2 separate regions of the Mus musculus genome follow, and region 2 is linked to region 1. Evidence: chromatin contacts called from public Hi-C data. All regions are on one chromosome and are shown on one strand. The core of a region is the stretch at or near the end of the contact, and the rest is flanking DNA. Distances in the headings are between cores, read along the strand shown. Region 1 has its middle 18 kb from the start of Necap1. Region 2 has its middle 85 kb from the start of Vmn2r25.

Region 1 (2,700 bases), core at 115-2,614:
CTCTGTGCTTAGATATCCTCATCTGTGAAATGCAGATGGCCACACAACGCCTTAGAGGCTCCGTGATACATCTCTCTCTGAGATATAAAACAGAGCTAATGCAGAGCCAAGGGTCTAATGACCCAAGAGAGAGACAGCAGGGCTGCACTTGGTTTGGGGTTTCTGACTCTCTGAAGGGCATTATATATAATACAAAGGCTACAGAGGAGGCTACTTGGAATCACAGAACCAAGAGTGTGGGCCTCACGGTTGACTCAGTCTCCCCATGCTTGTCCTATGCTCGCTCTCTCTCCCCAGCGTCGTCTACTCTCCATTTCTACCTTACTTAATGGCTCCTCCACTCCACACCCTAGAGGGTACCTATCTCAGGTATAGGACAGTGCCATGCCCTAACACTCACCATCCATTTCCTAGCCTGGATAAGACCACACATGGTCAACGCTAGGTGCACGCATGGGGGCAGGAGTGGGCGGCAGGGTTAGTAGCAGAGGTGCGCACTTATGTGGAGCCTTCACATTCCAGATCCTCATCCGTGCACTTCAGTTATTTCAGTTGGTGGAGAGACCTACAGAAACTAATCACAGTCTCTTTGACTAGTCGTCACTTTACAGTCACAGCAACTCTATCACGTCCTAGGGCCCTCATTTTGCCTACCAGGGAGCTGAAACAAACTTGAATAATTTGTCTGGAAGCCAGTGACAGGAAAATTTTTATATAAAGGCTATAATAGCTCATCCCAAATCCATGATCCTGGCCACTAACAATCTACTACACATGATCTGTGACAGGTCATTAGTAAGCATATCCCCCATCAAATGTTTACTTAAGGAATAAAGTCTGAAACTGCCATTCTGGTCCTTATTTTCAATCTGATTAGGCATCTGTTACTTCTACACTCCCAGCAAACTCTGGCTTGGGTAAAAGCTCTAACTCTGGGTAAATGGCCCCAGGCAGCCAAGTGTGGTGGTGTACACCTGGCAGGTAAATCAAGGCCAGCCTGCTCTACAGATTGAGTTCCAGGACAGCCAGGGCTGCAAAAAGAAACCCTGTCTCTAAAAACAAAACAAAACAGAACAAGCTTGGTGGTGGTGGCACACTTAAGGGCAGAAGCAGGCTAATCAGTGTGAGTTCAGAGCCAGCCTAGTCTACATAGTGAGTACCAGGATAGCCAGTGCTATGTAGAGATATTCTGTCTTAAAACACACACACACTCACAAACAAACTAATAAACAAACAAAAAAGACCTCAGATGATCTTTGTGTCTTTCTTTCTGGAGTCCCCTTCATTAGCAAGTCTAAGAAACAAGTCCTACAATTGTCCCGAATGCTAGAGACCAATTGCTAGGGAGATGGCCCCCTCTAGTGGTCACACAGTGACAGGCACGGCCAGATGTAACATCCATAAGAAGTGTTGCTATGACTTCTCTTTCTGGCTATAGCATAGCATCAGAAAATACAAGAAAAAAAAAAAAAAAACTAAAAAGCAAACAAAAAACACTAAGTAGTATGTCTTTTTTACAACACCTCTGAGAATGTGATATTGTTATTAGATGAATGAGACAAAACATGAGCTCACAATGGACAGTCATTTTACTTCTGGCTCAAATGCAAACAAAACAAGCTCACTCCAGTTTTATAATTATGTTCTGTCCTCATCTTGTATCTTTTAAAAGGAAATTAGGAAAGGGAGGAGAAAGAGAGGGAATGAGGGAGGGAGGGAGGGAGGGAGGGAGGGGAAGGCACACAAGCCTATATAGATCCCAGGCTTCAAGCAACAAGTAGCAGGACATGGTGGAACAAACCTTTAATCCCAGGCTTTAATCCTCAAACTTTTACGAATTTGAGGTCAGCTTGGTCTACATAGTGAGTTTCACAACAGCCAAGACTATTTATAGAGACCCTGTCTCAAAAACAAACTAACAAACAAAAGCAACAAAGTAAATAAACATCACCCTCTTCTCTCCAATCTTGTCATCTCAGGGCCGGGGACATGGCTCAGTAGGTCAGAGCACCGGCTGTACAGCATGAATGTGGATCACCAACATCCACGGAGAAAAGCAAGGCACTCACCTACATCCGCAGCATGGAGGAGAAAGGAGACAGAGGATGGTTGGGACTGCTCATGTTCATGCCCCACGTTCACTGACAGACCCTGTCTCAAGGGAATAAGCCTGAGTGTGGCAGAGCAGGGTACCCCAAATCTTCCTTTGGCCTCTGTGCTCTCATACACAAGCACACACACACACACATGTAACAACAGGCCCTCAGACCTTAGCACAACTGACTCCATGATGGAAGCACCATTCAGGCCTTGGAACCCAGCACACGGGCAGCACCACCTGCCAAAATAAAAACAAAGACCGAATCCTTCAAAGTCCATAGTTCTGGGAAAGTCTCTAGATGTACTAACCTCGCTTTTCGGCTCCTGTAGTTCCATTTCTGGCTAGCTGTTCGTGGTAACTGTAGTATGTCAACCCAGAATGTGTTCTTATTCTGAACATCCAGTGTAGTTACCAGCTGGCTAATAAAAGACTTTCTGTTGGCTTAAACCCATGTCTTAAGTGAGTAGTCTTCGATGAATGCTCCCAACACAGAGGCATACATCACATGTCAAAAAGAATATTATTTTAGTCAAAGTTGTTTTTTTTTTTTAACGGCTGGAAAGATAGCTCAGCAGCTAAGAGTGCCCACTGCCTTTACA
Region 2 (2,700 bases), core at 13-2,512, 1.0 Mb before region 1:
CATATTCTATCCAATATGTCCCTGGGATTCAATCTCTTCAATGTTGACTTTATTGAGACAAAGGCCATGGAAAGGTCTATGGCTTTGCTCTCAGGAGAGAGCCCCCCAATTCCTAACTATACCTGCAGGCCTAGGGAGACTGACAAGCTGGTCTCAGTGATAGGAGGCATTTCAACATCAATATCCACTCAGATCTCCTGGGTTTTAAGTCTCTATAACATCCCACAGGTACACAAAGAATAATAGTTCTTTAGGCTAAAACATAGTGACATAGTAATAAATGCTAGTTAACCCAGGTATTGCTTATTGATGAGGGATGGGACTGCTCAGTAATTTACTATTTTGTTATCATTTTTCCTCTGAAGAATAATTGATTCATACGATGAAATAATGTTTATAAAATAAATTTAATTTTAAAATCTTTAAAATTGAAAAAAAGTAATGACAGCCTGTATGCTTACTACTCCAAGAAAATCTCTTGTTATTTACCATCACTAATTCTGTCTTTTTTAAATGTAGTTTTAGAACATTACAAAGTATGAAGAATATAATAATTCTACTCATGTATCTTCACCGTGAAGACTGTGAACATATTCCTGATTATTTTATTTAATCATCTCAGATTGCCACATAACATTTATTTTTGCAGAGCACCACGGGTCAGACTTACTCTGGCTGGCCCTTTGGCCCATTTGTAATTTTTCTTGTTGAGAAGGAAGTTTTTATTTTTGTCTTTGTTTAAAAATCTTTCTGTTGATCTGTAATGATTTTTATAAAGAATGCAAGAAAGGTAGCATTTATCAGCCAGTGCATCTTAATTAGTAATAAACTTGACAAGGGTTACTTAGAAATGTTTTAGTTTGCAAATAATAGAGATCCAGTGCTTCATGTTTCCTACTATACTCAGGGAAGTAACTCAAATCTTAGTAAAATGTGTTATACTGCCATGATGATTCATTTTTTAAATTCTTACCTATTTGTTTATTTTTTGGGATAGGTTCTCACTATGCCATCTTGTGTGGTCTTGAACTTCCTATGTAGCCTAGGATCGCCTCACAGAGACCCTCCTTCCTTTGCTCCCCCAGGGATGGGAATAAAGGCATGCACCACCATGCCCAAACAGATTTCTATTGTTATGAGATTTTGTGAATGTACTTTTAAAAAATTGATTATTGTAATTATTTACATTTCAAATGATGTTCCCCTTCACAGTCTCACTTCCCCAAATCCTCATTCTCTCCCCACTCCCTCAACTTTGACTCTAAGAGGTACTTCCCCAACAGCCCACCAAGTCCTCCCTCACCACTCTAGCATCTCCCTTTGCTGTGGCAGCAAACATGCTCCGAAGTAAGCACATCGCCTCCCTTTGGTGCCAGATAAGGCAGTCCTCTGCTTCATGTGTAGCAGGAGCTATAAACCCATCCATGTATACTCTTTGGTGAGTGGTTTAACCCATAGGATCTCTGAGGGTCCAGGTAGTTGATACTGTGTTTCCTATGAGGTTGCAATCACTTTCATCTTCTTCAGTCCTTCCCCTAGCTTTTCTATTGGAGACCCTGGGTGGGCTCAGTACCATGGTTTGCTGTGAGTATCTGCATCTATCTTAGTCAGATGCTGGCAGTGCATCTCAGGGGACAGCCATACTAACTCTTGTCTGCAAGCATTTCGTGGCATCAGCAACAGTGTCAGGCTATGGTGTCTGTGATTATGATGGATCCCAAGGTGGGCAGTCTCTGCCTGGCCTTTCTTTTAGTCTCTGCTTCATTTTTGTCCCCATGTTTCCTTTAGGCAGGAACAATTCTGAGTTAAGAATTTTAGATGGATGAGTGGACACATCTCTCACCTGGTTGCCATGCCAATATCCTGGAGGTGGTTTCTTCAGATTCTTTCTCCCATCTGTTGGGTATTGAGGCTAATGTCATCTCAGTTGTGTCCTTGGAGCCTCTCACATCCCTGGCATCTAGGACATTCTGGTGGCTCCTCCCATCCAGCTTTTCTCTACTGAGGAGTATTCTGATTTAACAATAAACACTTATCAGTAAATAAACACTTATCAATAAACACTTATCAGTGAGTGTATACCACGTATTTTTGGGGGGTCTGAGTTAACACACTCAGGATGACATTTTCTGGTTCTATTCAATTGCCTGCAAAATTTATGAAATCATCATTTTTAATAGATGAGTAGTGTTCCATGTTCTAATTGTACCACATTTTCTGTATTCATTCTTGTCTTAAGAGATTTCAGGGTTCTTTCCAGCTTCTGTCTATTATAAATAAGGTTTCAAGGAACATAGTGGAGCACATATTCTTGATATATGTCGGAGCATCCTTTGGATATGTGCCCAGTAATAGCTGCATCTTTAGGAATTTTATTTCTTATTTTAAATATGTTACTTTTGACATATGCTTATTTTGATATTTATAATGAATACAATTATTTATAAGAAATATGTATATAATTGTACTTGGCACATTTTTGTCACAGATTCATTTACATTTCAAATGTTGCCACCATTCCCAGTCTCCCATCTAGAGTTTTTAATCCAATCCAATCCCATTTTCCTCTGAGAGGATGCTCCTCCCTTCCACTTCTCACAATATAGCCCAGAATCCTCCTTTCCAGTGGCATTCAGTCTACAGGATTAGGCAAAACATCTCCTGGGGAGGAAAGACAAGGCAGTTCTCCGCTACAAATGT

The links. Hi-C and Micro-C count contacts between places; a contact is called where the count stands out from the background.
Region 2: a Hi-C map of B cells shows a contact between it and region 1, with 3 times the contacts expected there. The contact joins two enhancer-like sites. A contact is called at or near these places in 1 of 39 promoter capture datasets (hippocampal neurons), 2 of 15 datasets of contacts at CTCF or cohesin (large pre-B cells and pro-B cells), 2 of 484 Hi-C or Micro-C datasets (B cells and cortical neurons) and 1 of 9 other capture datasets (embryonic stem cells).

What each region holds. Positions count from the first base shown.
Region 1 is chr6:122,891,290-122,893,989 of GRCm38.p6, reverse strand. No RefSeq gene overlaps it. Among named protein-coding and RNA genes, the nearest start is that of Necap1, 18 kb to the right of the region's middle. Within about 2 kb of position 1,364, at least 6 of the 459 cell types and tissues checked have an H3K27ac peak or open chromatin away from gene starts, as enhancers often do. A contact at or near this core is called in B cells, where this site is marked.
Region 2 is chr6:123,936,718-123,939,417 of GRCm38.p6, reverse strand. It overlaps the pseudogene LOC100417034. Among named protein-coding and RNA genes, the nearest start is that of Vmn2r25, 85 kb to the right of the region's middle. Within about 2 kb of position 1,262, at least 6 of the 459 cell types and tissues checked have an H3K27ac peak or open chromatin away from gene starts, as enhancers often do. A contact at or near this core is called in B cells, where this site is marked.